3 separate regions of the Zea mays genome follow, and all the other regions are linked to region 1. A link is a contact called in public Hi-C data. All regions are on one chromosome and are shown on one strand. Each heading gives the region's core, a stretch centred on a gene start, on an enhancer-like site or on the middle of the called end of the contact. The rest is flanking DNA. Distances are from core to core; before and after follow the strand shown.

Region 1 (4,765 bases), core at 1,594-4,093:
CTCTTGTCCCAATAAAAGAGCAAACTGTGCTGAAGGCCCTTCGGCATGCTTCGGCTGCCTCATCAATTTCTACCTTCAGCTTTCGGAGACCGAAGTGGGACCAGATGGGTCGCATAATGATTTCTTTAATATCTTCTCTCGACTTCAAATCATTTTTCACGTAAAACCATTCTTCCATCTAGGCCCCGGGCCACCTTTTCTGAAACGTTGGCACTGGGTAGCTTGAGCCAGAGCGAGCAACGAAGCTATAGCAACCAAAATTTTTATGATACTGTTCTTTATCCCAGGGCTTCGTATCATACGAAAGTTCGTGCATACTGCAAAAACACCTTGCACTTGGCTCTAGACCTTGACTTCTCACAGCCTAGACGAAGATCCCCATTCTAACAATTGCCTCGGGAGTGATCTGGTGAAGAAAAAATTGGTATATCTTTAAAACTTCAACAACAAATCTGCTTAACGGGAACCGAAGTCCAGCTTTGAAGAAGCTTCGGTAGATCACAACTTCATTTTCTTCAGGAGCAGGAACGACCCTGTCTACGTCAGCCCTAACAATAGACATATCTCGAAAGTACCTTCCTCTCATATGGTCAAGATGACTCTGCTTGATAGTCGATTTCCCGAAGACTGCATGACTTGGCCGCTAGGGCCGATCTTTAGAGTCTTTGCCTCCACTCTCTACATCATAACTGTCGCTATCATCGGTATCTTCAAACAAGCCTTCAAGTATCTCTTTTGTAATCTTCTCTGTATTTGTTTTCGCTATTGACTCTACAAATCCAGCAGTCTTCTCCTCAAGGAGCTTCACCTCTTCGCTCAGCTTCGTCTCAGCAGCAACTTTTTTGTCTTGAGACATCTTTTCTTCGAAAATGGTGAAAATGTGTCCTTAAAACCGAAGCTTAGGAAGTCTAAGAAGCTAAGCAAGTGCTGGTAAGCAAGGGCTAAAAAATTGAGCAAACAATGAGGCGGCAAGTAGCGTACCAAGTGTGCTCGGGGTGAGTTCTTATTTATACACCTAGTGCGCTCCAATTTGGAGGGTCCCATTTGTCATTGACTGTTGCTATTCTAGCAAAGGGAAGGTGTTTTTTCGGACCTTCGGCTTAAGGCCTTCGTCCATGTCGCAGTCTGAATTTGTTAACAGATTAATACTGCGAGGGGCTACTGTTGGGGGCCTTCGTCCTTCGAAGGTCCTCAAAAACATAATTTAACAATGTCTTCCAAGTATGGTTTATGGACAGGTATCTTCGGATTCATGATGAAAGCAGACATGATATGGAGCTTGATTGTGACGAAGGTTGACGCAGCGCTGAAGCTACACGGAAGGGGGCTTCGGCATGGCAGCTGGAAAGAGAACCGACTTAAAAGGGAAAAGACTACTTAAACCTCAATGAATTACTTTAGAATCATTAGCAAATGTAAGTGGTACGAATGTAATTTCATAAGGGCTGCGTCCCGTGCCTATAAATAAATGAACAGTACTCCCGTACTGTTCAGGCGGACTGGTCATTTGCTTTTTGCGTCACGCTTGTACCTTTACTTTCTGTCAAGCCGAAGGTACTAAATATAATTCAATATTGTTCTTATATTGATTTACGATTATATACTGAGAAATATATATATATATATATATATATATATATATATATATATATATATATATATATATGATGATGTTATTGTTCATATTGTTTCTTATGCTTTACATGTTTCATTCGTTGTTAATAATCATATATATATATATATGTATATGTCGAGATGATGAAGGTATGTCTTTCGTAACCTTCGTCCGAAGATCATTATATTCTTGGAAAAATAATGCTTCGAAGGACGAAGGACATTAATATTGAACATTTTTATATTGTCTTGTTCTTAACTCATAGCATTTGAGAAAATCCCTAATAATGATGGACTACATTATTTCTAAAACTAAACACTCCATTAGTGTTCAACGACGGGCAATATTTGGTGGGCTAATTTTTTCTTACTGCCAAACTAAGCCTAAATGTGTGGGATTCACAAGGTATATGACCTTACTATTATCACACCGATATTTAGAAATCCGGCTTTACGAAACTAGATAGCTTAGCCCATATAAGTAAATTCATATAATAATAATAATAATAATAATAACCTCTATATTTCCTTAGTCCTTAGCTCGTATAAGGGGGTGTTTGAATGCACTAAAACTAATAGTTAGTCACTAAAATTAGTTGAGACATCCAAACACCCCTAGCTAATAGTTCAACTATTAGCTATTTTTAGTAAATTAGTTAATAGTTAGGTAGTTATTTGTTAGCTAGCTAATTCCACTAATAATTTTTAGCCAACTAACTATTAGTTTTAGGGCATGTTTGGTTTGTGCCTAAATATGCCACACTTTGCCTAAGGTTAGTCGTTTGAATTGAATAACTAACCTTAGGTAGAAAAGTTAGGCAAAATGTGACAATTGAGGTAACAAACCAAACATGCCCTTAGTGCATTCAAACACCTACTAAGTATGTATCTCTCTAAGGGGGTGTTTGAATGCACTACAACTAATAGTTAGTTGGCTAAAATTTGTTAGTGGAATTAGCTAGCTAATAAATAACTACCTAACTATTAACTAATTTACCAAAAATAGCTAATAGTTGAACTATTAGTGCATTCAAACACCCCCTAAGTTTAGCCTATCCCTTTTTTAAAGAAAAAATAGCCCATTAGACAGGGAATCGCAAGCGTGGAGGATATTCGGGCCTTGTGACTGACTAAAGAAGCCGGCCCAGCAGCAACGATGGTTTGCACTATGCATTGTTGGTTGCGTTGCGTCCATGGCCTCTCTTCTGCACCCATTCTTCGATTTCGATCTCACCGAGGCCGACGGAGCAGACGACTAGGAGTCCACTATTCCCGAGAAGAATCCAGGAGAGGAGAGGAGCTAAGCAGCAGCTGCTGTAGCTGCGTTTGGTGGATCGAATCGGTCGTCGTCTGGTGCTGTGTTTTTGCTACTGAGGAGAGGGAGGGATCTGAGGGAGGGGGGTGATGTCGTCGTCCTCTTCCTCGTCGGTGGTATACGAGGGGTGGATGATCCGTTACGGTCGGCGCAAGATCGGTAGGTCCTTCGTCCACACCCGCTACTTCGTGCTGGAGCCACGGATGCTGTCCTACTACAAGCGCAAGCCGCAGCACAAGGCCGACAAGGTCGGGGGAAAGCTCCCCATCAAGTCCCTTCACATCGATGGCAACTGCAGGGTCGAGGACAGGGGGCTCAAGATGCACCATGGACATGTACAACTGTTTTCCTCTCTCTCATCTCTTTTTGGTGTTCTTCTTCCTTTTTGTTATCATAATTCTGCGATGACTGGGAGTCTGGGACGATGATTTCGTTCGGGCATTACTTCTCCTGCTGCAGATGCTTTATGTCTTATGCGTCTATAACAAAAGGGAGAAGCACAACCGCATCACGGTAAATCAATGATGTATTCATTCGGAGCAACTTCACTTTGTTTAGTGCATTCAACAGTAGATTACTGGATTTCAAACTGCTTTGTATCGCTGCTAAGTTTTTTTCCCATCTCATCTCTTTTGCGCTAAATGTTATGATAAAGGTCATTGGATTTTCATCCTACGGCTTCAGTTAAATATCACTCATTTTGCTCAATTCCTATTTGTGGCATGTATCAGATGGCGGCATTCAACATACAGGAAGCTCTAATTTGGAAGGAGAAAATTGAGATGGTAATCGATCAGGTTCGACATGTGGAGACCCTAAGCTGTGCCAATTCTGTTAATCATATCGCAAAGTACCACTAGAACATGAAAGTGATTATGAATAGGGATGCAAATGGATGCCTCCTAAGGGTCTTGACCGACCCTCTTTAGTCACTACTACAAAATCTGGTCACATTTTTGAAAGCTAGTACTCATAATTGAAGTAAAAAGGGTCGTTGCAGACATGGACGGAGCCAGCGGTGCGTCTCGAGCCCCCCCCCCCCCCCCCCCCCCCCCCTACCGCTGTCGAGTTCATTGAGCCCCACTAGAGCCTCCCCTAAAATTTAAAGTGTACACGGTATAACATGGAAGGGGTTAATATACTGTAGCAATTTAGTTCAGTCCCTCCTAATTTTTTTTTCTGGCTCCGTCCCTGGTTGGAGACCCTTAGGGACAGCAATTCACACCCCTGATTATGAATCTAAGTAATAGCAATTTTTCGTATGGTTTACACTTGTTTCTTTTTGAATGGTGCAGCGACAAGGAGTAGCGTTGAGTGATGGGAACAAGGCCTTTAGCACATCGCAGCAAGAGGCTAGCTTAGAAAATGGAAGGAAATCTTCTTCATCTGACCACGAAAGTCAGTAAGTAGCTGACTTTCATGGCTCTGTTGCCAGTTATGCTTCTATTTTCACTTTTACGGTTCTACCATATTGCACTTTAATGTTGCTGTCAGGGCCTAAGGAGGCCCATGGAGGGGCTGCGGCAGCAGCAGCCATGGGCCCTCCGGGGGGGATTAGATAAGGATAGTTAGAGATAAGATTAGAAGATTAGTTGAGATTATTTAGGAGATTAGTTGAGATTATCTAGGAAGGTCATCAGTTAGTAGTTGTTGAGAGTTTTTAGGAGAGTTTTAAGGAGATAAGGATCTCTAACTACATAGGGGCAGCCAGCTGGCCTATTTATGTAATCAATGAGTGAGAAATAAAGTAGGCAATTATTAGAAGGGAGAAACCCTTCTTCTGCTCGGCCATGGGCAGAGGCCCCCGGCCGACGTTCCTGTCCATCGATACCCCTC
Region 2 (4,765 bases), core at 975-3,474, 310 kb before region 1:
CTGGGCTTCTTTCTCTGCTTGTGTGCTCTCTCCCTATATGTATCTAGCAGTATACTACTTATGTCGCCTCCAGATGCTCAGGTCTTCGTCGTGTCCTTCTCTGGCAACGAACATGTATGCTCGTCTCTTCCCTTCCCTTCCTTCTCTACAAAACCTTGGAAGTGGGGAGGCGAGGGATGGGGGTCCCTGATTTGCTGCCTATGGACCTGTTTGATGGCTCGGCATCACCAGTCTACATGGCCTTTCCCTTACCACAGTGTCGACTCAGTATGCTTCTACCGCTTCTATGTACCTGTCACCCATCCTTCTGTCATTGCAAAAATTATTGTGTTGTTCCTCTGTTGTTTTGGGTGTTAGTTTTTTTGTTGTGCTAAGGACTAAACATAATTTGGATATGTTAATACTTTATTTATTGTCTGCACATGGTTTGTGTTCTTCTGATGCTGGCTCATGGATCCTGCAAAAATATGTGTTAGAATTTGGAGATCTATGCATGCACTACCACAGGATGCTCGTCCCTTGTGTTCTTGGCTCTTGCATGCATTAGGTCGTTTCGGAGACCACCTTGGTGCAATGGACTCCATGGTATTTGAGGTTGCTGAATTGAATGGAGCAACAATGATTTGTCACGCTAACAGTAAAAGGAAAGGTTATTTGTTGGTTTTAAACGTTAGTAATTGCTACAAAGTACCATAATTTGTATGGAGCGCATCCAATTTTTATTGATGCTTGACTTTAGCAACCACTCCATATTTTGATCTATATTTTTTATAAGTTTGAGTTCATGTGACTTATTTTAGAAACTTGAGCTCACAAACTTCCTCTTATTTGGTCTATTTATGGTGGAATTATGTCATTCTATAATTTCTGTTCGTTCAGTCAGTCGTTGTGAACTTTCTTCTAATTGCTCCCTTCATTTGCCGTGTTGTACCAAACATATTGGATGGAGTAAACAACAACATGAGTTAGTCAAATAAAAAAAATATTATGCGGAGAGCGAAGACAATGAATAAAAAATCTTGAGATCTTTTTAGTGGATAATTTACATGAGTATTGTTGTGAGCCGTTGCAACGCACGGACAACCGACTAGTAAAACCCTAAAAACACATAATAGGTTTATATAACTAAAAATTGTTACCTGCCAACTAGCAATTGAGCGTCATGACACCTACTGCCCTGCCACAAGCGATAGGTAGGGCTGGATGAAATGCTCGTGTCTCGTTAGCTCGCTCGGTTCGTGATCAGCTCGGCTCGGATCGACTCGTTTAATTTTTTTGACGAGCTGAGCTGGCATCCGAGCTCAATTCATTAACGAGCTGGCTCGGTTTGTTAACAAGCCAGCTCACGAGCTAAACGAGCTATCACATTTCAGCAAAACAAAACTATATGCATATCATTTACGTAACAATTGATGACCATGTTATATGTATGTGTGGTATCTATGACCAATGAGTAAAACTAATGATTGATGAACTATGTATATGTGTTAAATTGTTCTATGAGAATATAAGTGTGAGTTAAACTGATAAACATGTGTGCGAATAGTGAATTGATGAGTGACGAGTTGTGTTAATTTGATGATACATTGATGTGGTCTCTGAACTATGAGTATAATTATTATTTTCTATTGTTGAGCCGCTCTGTTCTGTGTTTGGTAATCTGGAACGGAGCGGCTCTGTTTTTTGTTTGGTTGCAGAGTGAACAGAACGGAGCGTGACTGTGAGAGCGGGATGGGAACGGAGCGGCTCCGTCCGGTTGATTTTTTGGAGCAGAATGATTCCGGATCTGAGGAGAATATTCACTAATTGGAGTCATTCCGTTTTAGTTACTTTGTAACCAAACAACAACAAAACTGGGACAGAACGGCTCCGTTCTACTTGGCTCTTTAACCAAACACTACCTTAACGAGTCAGCTTGAGCTGGAATGAGCCGAGCTGGCTCGATATCAGCGATAGGTGCTGTGGCGCCTAATTCTAGAGCTATAGGGACCATTTTGTATGGATCTTCTACCATTCCTTTGTCACCAAACTAGTTGTCACGTCTGTTCAGGAGCCGCAGATATTTTTAGTAGTCAAGATATAAAATTGAAATTCCATTTTTTAAATATAAACAAGTTACTTCATGCAGCAAACCGGTCAATCGGTCGTACTTGCAACAACGTAGGGGAGAGGCCCATGGGCGGAGTTTGATTTCTTGCTGGATGGGCCGCTGCCCCACGCACGCATTTGCATTGGGCTGTCCGCAGTATGGCGTCGCCTCCGACTCGTCTTGTGTTCTCCCCGTCGCTGCGTCGCAGCCGTCGTCGGGCTTCTCCTCTTTCTTGCACTTTCAGTCGAGTCCAGACCTGCGGAATATAGATCTACCAATCGACCGACCCGGATCCTTCCCTTCCGTCTGACGGCAAGTATCACCCCCTTCCCCTCTTCTCCTGCCACACCTCCGCCAGCGCTAGGGTTTTATTTTTGCATTGCTGTTGCTGGTGGTGGTTACCTTCTTCTCTCTCTCAGTCGTCTCCCTCGCAGCTGCAGTCGTCGTAGCAGATCTTATCTCAAACCCTACCGACCAACAGCTGCTTGCTCGGGACGGGAACCGGAGTTGGATTGCGATGGCGCTGCAGTACGTGGAGGCGCAGCGGCAGGCGCGCCCGGACCTCGCCGACTGGTATGCTTCCCTCGCCGACCTCTACCAGCAGAAGCTATGGCACCAGCTCACCCTCAAGCTCGACCAATTCCTACAGCTCCAGGCCGCACAGGTTCGCTTCCTTTTCCTCCTCTCTCTCTCCCCCGCCGCCTTCCTCGTCTTAGGGTCAGTTAAGGCTTTGTAGATGGCTTCGTTCATAGGGCGGATCTCGCTGCAAACCCACTCCGCCTCCTATACTTCCCCATGCTTTAGTATGATTTAAGAGTAGCGACTGGATAATTGTTGCTAGTCTAATCATGTTGAGTTACTTATGTGGGGAAATTACATACAACTCTCCAGTATTTGGTCAATTCTTTGTTGCTCATGGTTCTTAATTCAATTCTGATATACTGTGAGCTTCACCAGTTTGTGTCTTGGACCTATAAAACATTATGCATGTTATTCGAGTATCCATCTGCAGCTCCAGTTTGCTTTAATCAAACATAATTGAATTGGATACAAAAAACTTATCAATGAGTTGTTCTGGTTATTCTCATTTGAATGGTACATTTGATATCTATCATATATTACATGAGTTTTCACTGAACCAAACTTCGATGCTGGATGTATGTGCAATTGCTGAAGAACAATGATGTCGAAGGAAAACCAGAGGAGGCTGAGTTGCTTCTTTCAATTGTTTATTGCTGTGTTTAATAAAATACCAAATCTAATTATCTATATCTCATGTACCTATTGTTTTATCAAGAGTTCCTTTGTTCTCTAGTGGGCATGCTGGTCATTCTGGTTGTTTATAAGTATGCTTCTTTCAATTGTTCATTGCCATGTTTAATAAAAGGAAAAAGTCTATATAACCCCTAATGTATTCAGGGTAATCTACTTAACCTTGGACTTATAAAACTACATAAACTTTGCAAAGCCAGGCAAATAACCCCTGTGACGGTATTGTCAAGTGGCTGTGCTTAGCTGGCATTCCAAGTTAGCTATGACACTGTGGCACATTGAACCGTCTGTCAGCCTGGCTGGCTTTATGATCATCATGTCCCGGTTGGCCTGCCCCTTTGCTACGTCTGCATGCACGCTCGGCAACTACCGCTGCTTTAAGAGCATCCAAGTGCGTGGTGCCCCCTTTCGTACACAGCCTTGCGGTGGCTGCGAACAAGCGCACTGCATACTGCCCATTCTTCAAGAATCACGGCTGCCACCACTGCCTCATCCGATCCATAGCCGCCACCACTGGCTTCCTTCCCCTGATTCTATGTTTCCCTTTCTCAGCATGCTCATGCATGCATGCAAGTTGCAACCAAGGAACTAACACACATTACTAGTTTCATGCATATTTCTGCTACCCATACGTAACCGATCTTGCCTTCAAGGGACTGGTTTGCTGCACCTATCGTTTGTGAGAAGGTAAAGTGTCACTAGAGTTTATTAATGATGATGATGACAGCAAGTGGAGGGCCGAGATTCCCACAAGCATGACTGCCAGCTGTGCCCGTGAGGACTGGTCCATCTTGCAGTTCACCATGCCGACCAGTCCACAGACAAAGGTGCCGAAGACCGAGTGCACACGCCGGTGAGCATGATAGAGAAGCAAAAGTGCAGATACCTTCGGGGGTGTAGTGGATGAACCAAAACATGCTGGGGTGCATGGCGTAGAAGCAAAAGAGCACGAAGAGCGCCCCAAAGAGGAGCACCTGTAGGGACGACAGTGCGGTGCTGCTCACCTTCGAGATGGTGAAGGCGATCATGAGCAGGATCCACGCACACATGTCGTTGACGATGCCAGTGGACATGCTGCTCTATCTGCCTGAGGTCGGTGCGAGCAGCTTGATATCGGCGAGGATGCAGGCACCGGGGATGTGGTGGAGAGCTCGATGCTGAGGTGAAGGATGGATGTCTAGTGTAAGTTCTGCGTGGCGAGGTCAGCGTCCCTCTTTGACGCTGCGCTGCGGCAGTTGTGGTGCGGTAGCTAGTGCCAGGACGTGGGGCGTCCACAAGATGACACGAGTGCGAGCGATGGGGACAGCAGCAGCGTGTGCACACCACCCGGTTGGCGGCGGCGGTGTGGGCTGATAGGTGGGACTTGACACCATGCCATTGAAACGAGCCAGTGTGGAGTTCCAC
Region 3 (4,765 bases), core at 1,325-3,824, 270 kb after region 1:
GCAACATCTTGCTCCTACGTCTGATGCTACAGGGTTTCAAGATTGGTGGAGTGAGGCAGAAAGACTGGTGTCTAAGCATAAGAAAAAAGGTTTCAACTCTTTTGTAATTTTAGTAGCTTGGCAGATTTGGAAGCATAGAAATGCGTGTGTGTTTGACAATGGTTCCCCAAACATTCACGCAATTTTGTTGTCCATCCATGATGAGGCCTTGTTATGGGGTCTTGGTGGGGCTGCTGCTCTTAGGCAGGTTTGGCTGTAGTTTGTTTTTGGTTTTTATTTCCTAGGGTGCTTTCTTGGCACCTTTGTACTGGGTCTTTTCTAGACCTTTTTTCTTAACTTCTTAATATATTGATACGTGGTTCTCCCACGTGTTCGAGAAAAAAAAACAATCACGACTACGGGGGATGTTAGTTCATTGACTTCTATAGTCTGATCATCTATAATGCTTCCGCTATGACTGCATTTGGTAGTTTAAATATTGAGAAGTTCTAGAAGCCTAGAAGAGAGGAGCTTATAGTGATCAAAGAAATTCTTAGGATCTTTGGGGTGGCATCAAGTCTGATTACTAATCTCAACAAATGCAGTTTAACCCCCATTCAGTGTGAGGACCAGGACTTGACTGTTGCACAAAACTTTCTGCCGTGTAGTGTGGTGAATTTTCCTTATAGAGGCTTCCTCTTGCTGTTAAGAAACTCCCTAGGAGTGCTTTTATGGATCTTATGGATAAGGTATCAGCTGCCTGCATGAAAAGCTGCAGAACTTCACCCGGCTGGAAGGGTCGCCTTGGTCAAATCGGTGCTCACAGCCATTCGTATTTATCACCTTATAGCTCTTCATTGCCCCAAGTGGGTTTTCAAGGCTATTGATAAAGTGAGAAGAGGATTCGTGTGGAAAGGAAGAACAAATATAAATGGGGGGCATTGTTCAGTGGCTTGGACTAGGGTATGTCGGCCTCTTTCTCTAGGAGGTCTAGGCATTCATAACTTGGAAACTTTGGGCTGGGCATTAAATATGCAATGGCTTTGGCTTAAGAAGACTCAACCGGACGGACCATGGTCTGAATTTGATATCAAAACACACACAAATGCTGCAGCTCTATTTGCAAGTTCAGTTTGTTCCATTATTGGCAATGGGGCCACTACTTTATTCTGGTCGGATCGCTGGCTATATGGGATCTGTGTCGCAAGTAGCTCCATCTCTAATATGACGTATCCCTGAAAAAGTTCAGAAAAAAAAAACAGTTCAGGAAGCCATGTTGGACAACAGATGGGTCCAAGATATTTCTGGCAGTCTACCAGCACAGGTTATTTTGGAATTTCTCAGTCTGGGATTTAATCCAAGAAGTTCAACTCCAACCTGGGGTCCCGGATCAGCATCATTGGCTGTTCACACCTTCTGGGGAGTACACTGTACACTGCAAAATCTGCATATGATCGCTTTCTCGCTGGGTCAATCTCCTTCGAGCCTGCCCAAAGGATTTGGAAGAGCTAGGCACCTCCGCGTTGCAAATTCTTCATATGGATGGCCTCTCTCAATAGATGCGGGACTGCAGATCGTCTAGCTCCAAGAGGCATAGATCATCCTGAGAAATGCCTTCTTTGCAACCAAGTGCAAGAAACCATTCAGCACATTCTGGTTTCTTGTGTATTTGCTAGGGATGTCTGGTTCAAGGTTTTGGGCAGAATAGGCCTACAACATCTAGCGCCCAAAGCTGGTGATAAGGTGTTTCAGGACTGGTGGCAACAAGCTGAAGGAAGGGTATTGAAAACTCACAAAAAAAGGTTTTAACTCTACAGTGATCTTGGTGACCTGGTGGATTTTGAAGCATAGGAACGCATGTGTGTTTGATGTGGCCTCCCCAAATATTTCCACGCTAATGCACAACATTTAGGAAGATGCTAATTTATGGGGCATGGCTGGAGCATCTTCCCTTAGAAGATTGTGGCTGCATTTTTTAGGAAGGTTGCTTGTGATGGGCCCTAGCCCTCACTCCTCTCTTCCATGTTTTCTTTGTCTTTAGTTTTATTTTATTCTGTTTTTCTTAGGCTGCGCGCCTTGTATTCGGTCTATTTCAGACCTTTTTTTCTTAATATAATGATACGCGGTTATCCTGCATGTTAGAGAAAAAAAATATTGTGTCTTGTAGATATTGTGTCTCGTAAACTGCCATATGTATCTGAGTTGTCTTATCTCCTAAGTCATATACTTTATATAAACCGTCTAATGACTTAATACATACACCAATCTAATTACACTAATCCTATCTGAGTTTTCTTATCTCCTAAGTCTAATGACTTCAATAACAAAAATCTTTTTCAGTGGCTGTTCTGCAGAGCTCGTGGAGCAGCTCATGCTCATTCCTGTTAGAACTGTATTAGGGTTTAGTCTCGTCCCTCTGTAATGGGCCTAGGCCTAGATACTCATAGTATAAATACATCTCCCAACCTAGCTAGGGTTAGGGTTTCCTATTCTAACTTGGTACCAAAGCTAGGTTTAGATTTTTTCTCTTTTCCAGCCTTCCCTGGCCGCCAGCCGCCTCCTAGCCGCCAGCCACCACCTCAGCCGCCGGTGGCCGCTCCTCACTTCCACCGCCCGCCCTCTCCGCACCGGCCACCGTCAGCCCCGCCCTCCCCTGCTTTGGCTGCGCCCGCCCTCCCCTGCTTCGGTCGCGCCCAGCCCGTCGAGCGCGTCATCCTCGCGCTCAAGCGCCGCCTGCGGATCGAGGCCGGCGTCAGCCGCGTCGAGGAGATCGAGGAGCCCCTCGGGCCCGCGCTCGCCCTCGCCTACGCCGACGACCCCGAGTACAGCGTCGGCGGGGACGCCGCTCCCTTCCTCTGCCTCGGCGGCTTCGGAAACACGTGCGCTGTCTACGAGTACGGGCTCGAGGACGACGGTGGCGGCTTCGTGCTGGAGCTCGACGAGACACGGTTCGACTTTGGGACCAGGTACGAGCTCGAGTGCGAGACTGCGGAGCCTGACCGGGTCAAGGAGGTGCTAGAGCGACTGCTCACGGTGGCCGGCGTGCCCTACGAGTACTGTGGGAGCAGCAAGTTCGCCTGCTTTATGTCAGGGAAGCTGCGTCCTTGACTAGGCATAGCTTGCGGCCGCCCCATGGATCCCAGCAGCGCTGCCGCCTCTGCTGCCCTATGGGCCGCCAGCGCCGCCGCCACCATGGCCGCGCCCCTCGACGTCGTCGCTGCTGCCATCGGCGCCCGCACCACCGGCCACATCACGCTCAGCGCCACCGCGGCCGCCACTTCTGCCTCCTCAGCAAGCGCACGTGCGGTTGGACTTCCGTCGGCCGCTGGTCCCCAGCCGCCCTTCTCCCTGCCGCGAGTGCTCCCCGCCGCGGCCTCCTCTTCCCCAGCCGTCGGGCGCCGTCGGCCCCTGCTCCCAGCCGCGCCGCCCGACCCGATCCCGGTGGTTGCGCGCGCCCTTCTTGACGGCCCTCCTCGCTACTCACGTAGTTGCGCTACTCCTACCAGTGTTGTCTCCACCCTCACCGATTCCATGGCATCACCCCCGCCATACATGAGCTTTACCTCGCCCGTGGGTGCCCTCCTCCACGACGACCAACTCATCCAGGGCATGTTCGTGTCCTTCGATCCAGCCTGGAACCCTATTCTCCGGGACTGCGTCGAGCTCCACCCTCAGGCGGGCCGTCATGTGCCTGGACCGCTTGTCTTCCCACGTGTTGTGATCGCCTACCTAGCGGTCGAGCCCGTGTCATCTCCCTCCCTTCCTAGTGCCTCTATCGGGGCATCTTCTTTGGCCCTCTCCGCTCACATCGTACCTTCGCCGCCAACACCTCCCCCTCCCACCACCGATTGGGTGGTCGACTCTGGCGCCTCCTTCCACACTACCCCTACTGTTAGCTCGTTATCTCACTCCCATCTTCCACACCCTCACTCTATCGTCGTGGGCAACGGTTCGCTCTCCCGGTCACCTCAGTCGGTGCATCGGTTCTTCCGGGACCATTCCACCTCAATGACATCCTTGTTGCTCCTGGTCTGACTCATCCCCTTCTCTCTGTTCGTCGCTTCACTAGTGACAACCACTGTTCGATGGAGTTCGATCCCTGGGGGCTCACCACATGCCACCTTCCCTCGTGTGCCATGCTCGCTCGCTATGACAGCTCCGGCCCTCTCTACTCTCTTCACTTGCCCTCCACTAGCCACACCAGCGTAGCTTCCCCCCATGCCCTCGCTACTACCACCACCTCCGCCGTCTAGCATCGTCGTCTCGGACACCCTGGACCTGACGTGGTCTCAACTTTCCATCCACTCAGATATCTCCTATTCACAGGGCTCCTCTGAGCGCCTCTGTCATGCCTGTCAACTCGGCCGTCACTCTCGTCTTCCCTTTTCCACCTCCACGTCCAGGGCTGCTCAACCCTTTGACCTTGTCCATTGTGATCTCTGGACCTCTCCTGTCCTCAGCCTCTCTGGTTACAAATACTATCTGGTCATTCTGGACGACTTCTCTCACTTTCTTTGGACTTTCCCCCTTCGGCTGAAGTCCAACACATTCACCACCCTCACCCAATTTTTCGCCTGGGTCTCCACCCAATTCCGTCGCTCGATCTGTGCCCTCCAGTGTGATAATGACCGCGAGTTCGACAACCACGCTTCTCGCTCTTTCTTCCTCACCCACGGCATCTAGTTGCGTCTCCCGTGCCCCTACACCTCCGCCCAAAACGGCCGGGCAGAGCGCATGATTCACACCACCACCAACATGCTCTGCTGCCTTCTCTTCCAGGCGTCTC

Evidence for each region. A called contact is a pair of places that touch in the nucleus more often than the background predicts.
Region 2: a Hi-C map of tassel shows a contact between it and region 1, with 5 times the contacts expected there. The contact joins the promoter of LOC100285832 here to the promoter of LOC100274173 in region 1. A contact is called at or near these places in 3 of 25 Hi-C or Micro-C datasets (ear, leaf and tassel).
Region 3: a Hi-C map of endosperm shows a contact between it and region 1, with 2.3 times the contacts expected there. The contact joins the enhancer-like site here to the promoter of LOC100274173 in region 1. A contact is called at or near these places in 3 of 25 Hi-C or Micro-C datasets (ear, endosperm and tassel).

The regions. Positions count from the first base shown.
Region 1 is chr5:47,279,781-47,284,545 of Zm-B73-REFERENCE-NAM-5.0, forward strand. It overlaps LOC100274173, which reads left to right and starts at 2,844. Exons shown (of 20, transcript NM_001360556.1): 1 at 2,844-3,264; 2 at 3,661-3,726; 3 at 4,225-4,331. The coding sequence starts at 3,019.
Region 2 is chr5:46,973,131-46,977,895 of Zm-B73-REFERENCE-NAM-5.0, forward strand. It overlaps LOC100285832 (26S proteasome non-ATPase regulatory subunit 13), which reads left to right and starts at 2,225. Exons shown (of 7, transcript NM_001158722.1): 1 at 2,225-2,401; 2 at 2,530-2,753. The coding sequence starts at 2,607.
Region 3 is chr5:47,546,382-47,551,146 of Zm-B73-REFERENCE-NAM-5.0, forward strand. All of the region lies in intron 13 of LOC103626304 (protein ACTIVITY OF BC1 COMPLEX KINASE 7, chloroplastic), which reads right to left. Among protein-coding and RNA genes, the nearest start is that of LOC103626304, 43 kb to the right of the region's middle. Within about 2 kb of position 2,575, at least 1 of the 20 cell types and tissues checked has an H3K27ac peak or open chromatin away from gene starts, as enhancers often do. A contact at or near this core is called in endosperm, where this site is marked.